Linked DNA regions of Mus musculus: region 1 is linked to region 2. A link is a contact called in public Hi-C data. All regions are on one chromosome and are shown on one strand. The core of a region is the stretch at or near the end of the contact, and the rest is flanking DNA. Distances in the headings are between cores, read along the strand shown.

The links. Hi-C and Micro-C count contacts between places; a contact is called where the count stands out from the background.
Region 1: a contact with region 2 is called in a Hi-C map of cortical neurons, with 2.3 times the contacts expected there. The contact joins two enhancer-like sites. A contact is called at or near these places in 2 of 484 Hi-C or Micro-C datasets (cerebral cortex and cortical neurons).

The regions. Positions count from the first base shown.
Region 1 is chr17:89,863,756-89,869,267 of GRCm38.p6, forward strand. No RefSeq gene overlaps it. Among named protein-coding and RNA genes, the nearest start is that of Gm41653, 110 kb to the right of the region's middle. Within about 2 kb of position 1,431, at least 6 of the 459 cell types and tissues checked have an H3K27ac peak or open chromatin away from gene starts, as enhancers often do. A contact at or near this core is called in cortical neurons, where this site is marked.
Region 2 is chr17:88,952,797-88,958,077 of GRCm38.p6, forward strand. No RefSeq gene overlaps it. Among named protein-coding and RNA genes, the nearest start is that of Lhcgr, 160 kb to the left of the region's middle. Within about 2 kb of position 1,410, at least 4 of the 459 cell types and tissues checked have an H3K27ac peak or open chromatin away from gene starts, as enhancers often do. A contact at or near this core is called in cortical neurons, where this site is marked.

The DNA of each region.
Region 1 (5,512 bases), core at 181-2,680, 910 kb after region 2:
CCAATGAGCAACTCCCTCTACACCCTACACCCCTACACCAGCTCCATCCGGAGAAACTTTAAAAGCACTCTTTTTGCACTTCACAGCCCAGGTCAGTTACTGCTCAGAAACTCTTCTCCAACCCTTTATAGTGGAACACATCCTTCACGTAGTACTGTTTTGTAGCTTTCTTGAAAAAAAAAAAAGATCTATATTGTTTCTGCAGAGGTTTGGATTGATTAGTCTGGGTTTATCAGAATTGCCATATCTTCTTCCAAGCTAGAATTTTTCAACACCTTTCGTTGCTTAAATAAGGTAATAAAGGAAATTGTCTCAATCAATCAGAATCTAAGCAAGGAAATTTATGTTCCTAGAGTATATTACTTGAACCAACTCAGGAAAAGATGAAGATGTTTCACATGTTCCTTTATCATTTTAAGTCTGAAATTGAACCTGGCATTGTACTGGAACAATGATACTTCCATGGCACTGAGTGTGTAAGACTCATTTTTAAGTTATAAATATTTTTAGATTTATTCCCAACAAATCTAATTACTTCAGTATTCATTAAAAGGTGCTCATTTCTTTTTGCCTTTTGCTTATTTCTGTTTCTGGTGATTGAATCCAGGGACTTACAGGTGCTAGGTAAACATTCATCCACTGATTATTGCCTATTTTAAAATATGTTTTGCCATGTAAAATCACCCCAAATACACTAATATAATTTTGGATACCTATATGAGTTATTTCTTCATCTCCCTTGTTTACATCACCAAACCTACCTCTCAGCAACTAGAGCACAAACTCTGAGAACATGCTGTTTTGGGGGGCAGGGTTTCTCTGTGGAGCCCAGCATGCTGTCCAGAAATTCACTTAATAGACTATGATATGATTCAACTCAGGAGGCCTGTCTTTGCCCCGTAAGAGCTGAGATTAAAGGCATGTGCCACCATACCTTTAGAACATGTATTTTTTTAAAATGTGTTTTGCTTAATGCTTTATGGCTCATATTCCATAAAGGTAACCTGAGCACAATAATATTCAGTAAATATTTGGTAAACATATAAGTGAATTAATCCAAGTATTCTGAGTTCACAAATTTACATTACTAATTTATAATCTCCTCTAAAAATAGATCTTGCCACAAGAGAACTTTAAAAAAGAAAGAAAAATGCTGCATGTAATGTGGAAGAACAGTTCCCAAAATATGCTTCATTTGTTTTTTCATGAAAAAAATCCAGTAGCAACATTTTTTTCTCCATCATTACCATCTTTGTATGTTTCTTTGATATTAAACTCTAGAGTTAGAGATTACGTAAGGATGAAAGTAAAGTTGAAAAACTAAAAAGTGTCAATGTTAACAGTAGCAATAAATAATGTTTTGCTAAAAGCTGGCTAAGAATAGATGGCACAGACTATGTGGGAGTATGCAAATGATATGCAAATCAGAATCTAATTTTAATGCAAATGCTCATGTGGACCGACTAACTATTTCATGCACCTGGATAGAGTCCCTAGGAAAATTCTAACAGAGAGAAATGTGCTTTCAGCAATGTTTTAATGACTGGGTGGTTTGAAGAGCAGGGGTGCTACACCTGACATGCATTGTAAGATCTGCTAGTCAGCTGCTGAAAACAAGCTTTTGTATACGTGATACTGCTTTGCAACTTTGGTGGCTACCAATCTGAGTTACACATATCTTTACTGCACTATCCATAAGTAAGTCTGAAGTTGATTTTTTTTTTCAGGTTACTAGGCAGTGTGTATCAGTTAATATATCACTAAATATAGGAACATGTAAAAATTTGAGATCATGAGTACTACTGAATGTAGTGATCTCAAATATGTACTATGGTCATGTTTTAACACATGACCTGGCAGACAAGGTCACTTGCATCCTCCTTGCAATATGAATTTTCTAAAATAAAGAACAATTGGACAAAAATTGGACAAGATAAACGTATAACTATGGTGGTTTTAAAAGATTAGCAACAGTCAAGTTGACAGGAAAACATTTAAAAGACATAGATGAGGGATGGAGCAGGCAGGTGCATTTGTGTGTGTGTGTGTGTGTGAGATAGTGCCATGCGGTTTCTCTAACCTTTAGAATTAGAAAAATCATTAGCTTATGCTTCTTTATTACTATCAATCATCTGCTTTCTGACCTTCCTTGATTTAATAGAACATAAAATAAATAATATTCTTTGCAGTTACTCCAGAAGTTGTATCTGGGTTTTGTTGGTTTAACTGATACACAGAAACAAAAGTGATAGCAACTTCTTGGTACCATGTGATTCGTCAGTACAATTATACATTATGGAATATGCTAATTTAAAAAGTAAATTGACTTGCATTTTCAGCATTATGACTGAAATGGATTGTCCTGCCTCTCTCACTAGACTCCATACTGCATAGTCTACATGTTTTTGTTAAATTACTAGCCTAACAGAAATAAGTTGGATGTTCCAAAGACAGAGAGGCAAAGAATGGTAGTAAAGAAAGAAGGAAGGAAGGAAGGAAGGAAGAAAGGGGGAGGGAGAGAGGGAGGGAGGAAGGGAGGACAGCAGACCAGTTGATGTGAGACAATTTTTCCTATGGGAGAAACAGGATTTTTGAGAGAACAAACACCAGTAGCATTGGGCTAAGAGGATTCTAACTTATGAGGTAACTGTGGGCAAAGTAGTTCCCTGCCATGTTTCTAGTCACAGAGGCAATTAATGTGAACTTGTTTCCAGATAGAATATCCTAGTTCTCAGCAGCCTACAGAAACTTAAATAATTTGACAAGAAGATGCACAGTATTAGCAACGTGTCTTAGTTCCCAAGCAAGACGTGCTGAATGGCAAGTCCTTATTTGATTCTTAGGGAAATTATAATTTCAGAATACTTGTACAGATATATGATTCTTAATTTAGAATCATGAGACAGTAAATGAAATAAGGAAAAAAAAAAAAAAAGAGTGAGTTCATAGGTACAGATTGCCAAAGAATTTAGTGGACAGTCAATAGGAATGAAGAAAAGAAAATGTGAGGGGACATGTAGAGAGTGGTTCAGTGGTGAAGAGCACACACTGCTTTGGCCAAGAACCAGGCTCTGGTTCCCAGAACCCTGTCATCAGAGCTCACAACCTCTTAGCACTCCAGCTGCAGAAGACTTGACACCATCTTCTGGCATCTGTTGGCAGCTATGTAACATGGCCTTATATAACACTTGCGCAGACACATATTTGCATCAATTAAAATAAGAATAAATCGTTTAAAGACAGAAATACATTTTTTTAAATTTGTAAACACTGAAGTTATATTTTTCTTATAATTTCTGTTCTTATGCTTGCCTCCCACCATCGGATTAGCTCAATTGCTCACTGTCTTCAATATATCTGATTGGAGCCTGTCCTTCCTATGATCCCGGTTGATTCAGAATGCCTCAGAGACCAGATCTCTCTGTGATCCTGTGATTCTGGGATCTTCTGAACCTGAGATTCTGGGTGTATCAGAGTTCTTGGCATTCAAGCTTCCTCTGAGATCCTAAGATCCTGGTGTGAACAAGCTCCTGGGATTTTGGAATCCTGGAATCCTAAGATCCTGGGCATGATACATCACAAGGAAGTGGTACCTCCTCTGGGTACCATGGAACTGACCACTGTGTTTGAAACCAAGTTAGGCCAGAACCGACCAGAAGGACCCTAAGTTGCTGGTCGGACAGGTTTCCTGTGTCCCTGCTCCTGCTGGCACAGGCCCCTCATGATTGTTTTGGAACAACTGTATTCCACTCACATCCTAACATCCTGGGTATAAGAGGGCGTCTGGACATTTAGAGTTCTCTGGGGACCGTGGGACTGTCCACCTAGTTTGCACCTAAGGTGGCCAGGGGCTGGCGCCAACAGGAAGGCCAGAAATATCATGGATATCATGATAGATAGAACAGAATACCAGTAACTACTAACAGAGGAATCTATTCTACTGCACACTTCAAATCTATAGACAATGAACTTTAAATTTCTATTCTACAATTCTTTATTTGCTCTTTTTTTCCCCCAATCATGATAATGCTTTCTGACAGGTCAGCCTTTTGTACAATTTTTGTTGGATTTTTATGACCTGTGTTCTGTCCTTGTTTCTCACTTAAGTCATTATTCAAATTGCAAGGTGTAGAGGATTTTTAACCCAGCAACATGGCTGCTCTGGCAAAGAATCTGCACGTCCAAAGACCTTCTAAGTCTGTGTGATCTGGTAGACACATCACACACCTTTCACCCATACGCATCAAATACAAACACACCTTTAGTACACACCTTTATCCCAAACAATGACATCTATTGAGGGGCAGACAAAGTAGTAAATAGGAGAAAGGTTTGACAGAATGAATCAGAAATAGGATATGCCCGACTCTAACAGGAAGAGACAGGAAAAAGAAGGTACATAAGAACAGTGCAGGGATAGAGGTACACACAGTTCATATTGATGCAGCTCAGTTGAGTACAGTTGAGCTCAGTTCTTTTCATGTAATTCCATTCAGTTCCATTCAGTTCAGTGCAGTTCAGTTCATGGAATTCATGGACAGTTTTTCCAAGCAGGACAATAGAGATTCTAGTTTGAATCAGTCAGCTTGGAGAGGAGTATGAGCCAGAACAACTAAGTTGAACCTGCCAGCCTGCATTTGAACAAGCTAGAAAGGGTGCATTTATTCAGCTATTAGTCTGGGAGACTGAAACATTTTGGGCCTGGGTTAGCAGACAAGGCTGGAAGCTGAAGCTTTCAAGGTCTGGGCTTTGAAATGATTGGGTTGTATGGAGGTTAGAAACCTCCCAACCACATATTCATAGAGCTGAGGTACAGCTCCCATATCATCCTTTCTTCTCATAAGACCAACATTTATGGTAAACGTTCAGTCCAAACTGGTTATTCAAGAGTATCAAGTTCCAAGGAATTTCCCCCTTTTATTAAAAACAATTCTTTTCTCATCCAATTTATTCTGATTGTAGTTTCTCCTCCCTCTGCTTTCCCCAATTTCTTCCCATCTTCTCTCCCCTCTGTATCCACTCCTTTTCTCTTTCTCATTACAGAGCAGGCTTCTAAAAGACAACAACCAAGCATGACAAAAAATATATAAGATGACCCAAAATTGTCATATAAAAGCTTGATACTGCAACCCAACAGGAGGAAATGAGTCCCAAGAACAAGCACAAAAGTCAGAGACCAACTCATTTTCATGGTCAGGAGTCCCATAAAACTAATAATCTAATAACTACAATATATCTGCAAATAACTAGTTATGCTTTTATTTTCTCTTTTTGGGATAGAGGGTTTCTGGTTATGACAGTGAGTCTCAACTCTATCACATGCATCTCACAGTACTTTAACTCTGATATCTTCTGCTATTACTAACATAAAATTTGTATCACATGGTATTTTGCTCACATCAAAGGCCAGGGCTTCTTCATGTTGTCAATTTTAAGTTTTTATATAGGGGGAGGACCACTTTATACTTTCTGTGACTGATTCTGACATGAAAATTCAGAAAGGTTCTGTCCC
Region 2 (5,281 bases), core at 160-2,659:
CATAGAAAGGTCTAGAGCCCTGCCCACTGCTGTGATGTGTATATGTTCCTGCACGCGTATGCACACAGGTTTGAGACCACAAGAAGAGGAATAGGAAATGTTCATTATCACTAAAATATATATGATCACTCTTGATTTTCCTGCTATTTTTGTATTATAATGTTTTACTTTCTGTCTGAGACATGAAAACATGTGCACAACCTGTTTTGATCAGAGTCACGTCTTCCCTCTCTACCTTTCCCCAGAACCCCTTCATGTGCTTGCCCCAATTTCCCTCCCTGCAACATAATGTTCTTATCAATGATTTAGGAACTTCATATAATGCACCCAGATCACACTCCTCCCAGGTGGACCCTCTCATTCATGCACCCCTCTCAAGGGAGAAATCAGGCCCCATCTGTGTTATCTATATACTCATTGAAGCATGGTCAAACTCTCAGTAGCAAGCTCCTTAGAAAGGGGTTGCACAAAAGCTGTCAATGTTTCTTATTTTTCTCTTCTTCCATGTTGTAATAACCCACAGCATGCAGCCAGTGCTGCTCATCTGTGCACATATGTTGGGCCATCACCACAACATGGACAACTTTCCTGGGACCACACCTTCAAAGAAAACGGACCCTCGCTTAGCAGTCATGAACTGACAATAACTGTGAATACTTTCTCACCCATGCTCTTGTGTTGACTGGCTCAATCTTGTGTGAGTTATGTGTAGATGACCATAGCTACTGTGAGTTCTTATCATGTCCTCAAGATACTGTTTACCAATAATCTTCAGCAACCTCTGTCTCACAATGGAACAGTCTTTCCGTTATGTTCCCAAGGTGTGTGTGCATGTGTGTATGTGTGTGTGTATGTAACAAATAGTCATATTATTGTCCATACCCTAGAGTAAGCAGGTGTTTAGTAAATAATTGTTTGAGAGAAGAACCAGAATTTATTAATTTTAGAAACATGAAAACATGTGCACAACGTGTTTTGATCAGAGTCACGTCTTCCCTCTCTACCTTTCCCCAGAACCCCTTCATGTGCTTGCCCCAATTTCCCTGGAGTGTATTTCCCAAGACCTTGCTGATGTTGACTCTAGAGCCACTTTAATGAAAACACATTAACATTTACCTACAGCCCTGACTTGCTTTAACTATCTGCAATGCGATCTATCTGGAAGCACAACGCTGCTAAGAACTCTTGCAATCTACTGCAATACCAGGAAGATCACTGGCTTAGTAAACGCCTACATTTAAAAATAATTTAAACTTACTTCATGTCTTATATAATAGGAAAATCTTGATTAGCTTTGAAATTTATTTTTGGAAATTTGCTGAAAATAAGCTGTCTGGCATAAGTGCATTTAGGGATGGAATTAGGAGGTGTGGAAGAATCAAGGGTATGCTGGGTAACCTGCCGTTACTGCATTTACCACTAGATGGTGACCTTGTACTTGCTTGGTGATCTGCCCACTGCCAGAGGATGGCATAGTCAACTCTAGGTGGTTGAAACCCGGAGAGTGAAATTGGGAAGTTTATTGGAGTTGTGAAACGAGATGGTCGATGAGATTTGAAGTAATAAAGCTTGGGGACTTTAGTATCTTCCTGACCTGTTCACAGAGAATGTGATGGGTTGAGAACATAAGGGCATGGGCTAAATGCCTATGGTATAGAAAGCAGGAACATAAGACCCACATTCTAGTGCACCTGCCCACACTTTCTTGTCTTGTGTTTGGTAAGGCAGAGAACTTCTTGGGATGCCAATAGCTTCACCTGCAAAACCGGAGAAGACCGAATCTGTTAGGATCTGGGCCAGTTGTCTCCACAGTCTGTTCTTGTTTTGTCTGTGACTGAGAAAGTCTTTGATCTGAGGGCACCAAACATACTCAGTTGGCCATTGTCTACATTAAATAATTCACTTTTCAAGTCAGGCGAATAGAATTTTCGTAAAAGACATTTTTTTTTCCCATTTGGAGAAGTGTGGATATGGGACTTTGCTGTAGGCAAAGAGTAGAGAAGATGGTTGAAAGCTAAGAGAGAAAAAGGCTCACGTGACGTGTTCATGTCTAAATGTGTGTACACTCAGGACTGTGACAATGGAAAGGTGGAACAGTAGGAAATGCCCATTGTCACTAGGAAGGGTCTTAGTGTTGTTGATTGGTCAGCGTTAATTGTTTTCAGCCTTCAGAAGAAGCCTTCAAGAACTCATGATAATGGTTTTAAATCCCAGAGAGACTTAGTGTAGGTCTTATGATATCTGTACAATTAGTATAAACAGTGATTTTATCTCACACTCAATCCAAGGGCTTTGCTTGTAGAACATCCCTATCCATTTACCCAGAAAATGATTTCCCTTAATAATTGATGCTGTTTTACTAAGAGAAATATAATATCTCCAGAAGGCTGAAATGATTATGCGGAGATGTTGAGCTGCTGTTGGCACAGAAAAGGAACTTGGTTCTTTCTTCTCTAGTCCAGAATTTCCCTAAGTGAGGCACAAGAAGTGTCTCGCTTTATCTTAGATTACTTATGGATTATTCAGAATTGACTGAAGCAATACAAGGATGACTTTTCTGGTCTCAAAACTTATCAAAGTGCCTTATGTTACTGTTGTATGGATCCTTGCACTGCAGCAGAAAATAACGTCCAAGCTGGGCAGGAGCTGATAGTTTAGAGAAGGGAAGGCAAAGGAAGAGAAAGAAGGAAGGGGGCGAAGGGAGAGGGAGAGGAGGAGAGACAGAGAGAGTGTGTTGTGGGTGACTTGAAGGAAAAAAGTGAAGAGGCTGGGGAGGTAACTTTGCTCTTAAGAGCAGCTTGATTTTGCAGAGGACTCAGGGTCACTTCCCAGCGCCCACCAGTCGCCCACCAGTTCTGTAACTCTGGTTCTAGGGGATCTGATGCCCCCTTCTAGTCTCTATAGGCGCTGCATGCATACTGTGCACGTGTGAACAAAGTACTCATGTGCACAGAATAATTAAATAATCTTTTAAAGGACAAAGGATGAACTAGATAGGGACTGCATTCAGAAGGGCTTATGTCCATGATTTCATATTCTGTCCTCCCTCGGGTTAGTGCTTTCGAATAATTGTCAAAAGTAGTCAAATATTCTCTCTCTACCATCCCTTGTGAGCTTCAATAAAATTTAATCATTTCTGAGAAGCTCTTTTTGGTTCAAAGATGGCCAGGACAGCTGGGCGCCTGAGATGAGAGCCTGGATGTGATGTGACTCCACTTACTCACACGTCCTCTATCTTATTTAATCAAAGGATTCTTAGCTAGGTATTTGCTGTGCAGCCTTAGTGTTTGTAAAGTTGCACATGACCACATCTTTGCATGGCATTTCTCTTTCCTTTCTAAACTCAACAATGAGATTTTTTTTCATTAACTAAGAAAAGTATTAGCATTCTCAGGAAGATGGTTGGTTGAGAGAAACGTCAGTTTGAAGACGAGGAAGCCAGGGACATGCAGGGATTGGCTGAGGAAGCTTTCTGGTATGTTCTTTCTTCCCTGTTGGTTACTTTTGGGTGTTGCCTGTTTCTTGGGAAGGAAAGCAGCGGTAGCAGGATGCAGTCGATGGGCACCGGGGGCCAGGCCAGCCAAGAGGAGAGGCCAGGATCAAGACAGCTGGATAGCCCTGAGCATTCTGTTAGTCTGCCTCCACCTTCCATTCAACATCCATCTTCAAAGAGTCTGCTTGTATTTCTGAAAGCATGAGAAGACATCAGCATGAGGCAGGCCAGGGCAGTGCTGGGCAATGGTGGCCTGGGGATAGGAAAATTGTACCTTTGTGACCTTGAGGCCATCTTCCTTCAATTCACTGGAAGAAGAAAAAAGGCCAAAGTAACGAGATACTATTTGTGAAAGCAGTTGATAGTCCTAGGGGAGTAAAAGATTAGCTAATAAGAAAAAAAATAGCTCGACATTCGAGGAGGGGAAATTCTTTGGGAGAAATACATTAAACCGAACAAGGTAAACAAGAGGAAAAGAAATGAACACAATTAAAAAATAAGCCTAGCAATTATCTTTAAAGAGGTAAGAGACCATCAAAAAACAAATTGAAGAGAAACACAAAGAAACACCAACTACAGACACTGGATAGCTACATGTAATTTACACAGGTTTTTTTTTTTTTTTTTTTTTTTTTTTTTTTTTAAAGTGTGGACAAGCGGCCTATTAAAATGTTGACAGCCAAAGAGCATGCTAAATGTCTGAGATTCTGGAAGGAGAAACTTGGTTAGAAGGCACTGGAGAAGGGTACGGAGGGTTGAAGTAGCTATAGTATTCATGTAAGAAGATTACAGAAGGAGAAAAGGGACCCTGTACTGAAAGGACACAGAGAAAGCTAGGCAGGGGAGGTGACCTCACACAGAGACATTCTTCAGCAACATTAAAGAATATCAAAGAAAAAGAGGAAATTTTACAAGCTTTCAAAGATAAAAAGCATATTACCCAAAGGAACAAGAAAATCAGATTACAATCATCCCTGATAAAGCTGCGCTCGATGTGGTAAGGCAGTGAATTGATATCTTCCAAGTGTCAAGGAGACAGACAGCAAACCCAGAATTTTATAGTGAGGAAAATTATTATGTACAATATTTGGAGTTTTCTTCATGGTCCTGGGGCATACTGGACAACCTTTTACTTTTTCTTCTTGCTGTGAGAAATACTTGACTTGAAACACTTTAAGGGAAGAAGCACAAATTTGGGAATACAGTCTGTTATGGTGGTGGAAGGCCCATGTGGTGTCATGAGCAGGAGACACTGCATCTGCATCAGGAAGAAGAGAGAGAGAGGGAGAGAGAGAGGGAGAGAGAGAGAGAGAGAGAGAGAGAGAGAGAGAGAGAGAGAGACAGACAGATAGAGAGACAGAGAGACAGAGAGACAGAGAGAGACAGAGAGAGACAGAGAGAGACAGAGACACAGAGACACCACAGAGACACAGAGAGAGACAGAGAGACAGAGAGACAGAGAGACAGAGAGAGAGAGAGAGACAGAGACACAGAGACACCACAGAGACACAGAGAGAGACAGAGAGACAGAGAGACAGAGAGAGAGAGAGAGAGAGAGAGAGAGAGAGAGAGAGACAGAGGATGTATTCAGTTTGCTTTCTCCTTTTACTTAGTCCCAGATTCTGGCCCATTGGATGGCTTCACCCGTAGTTAGAGAGGGGTTTTAAACATCAATTCACTCAGACTAGAAATGGCCTTACAGACCTACCCAGAGATTTGTCTACAGGGTGAATCTAGAGCCTATTGATTCGACAGTACCAACTCTCTTACTGAGCAACCAGCAGTCCA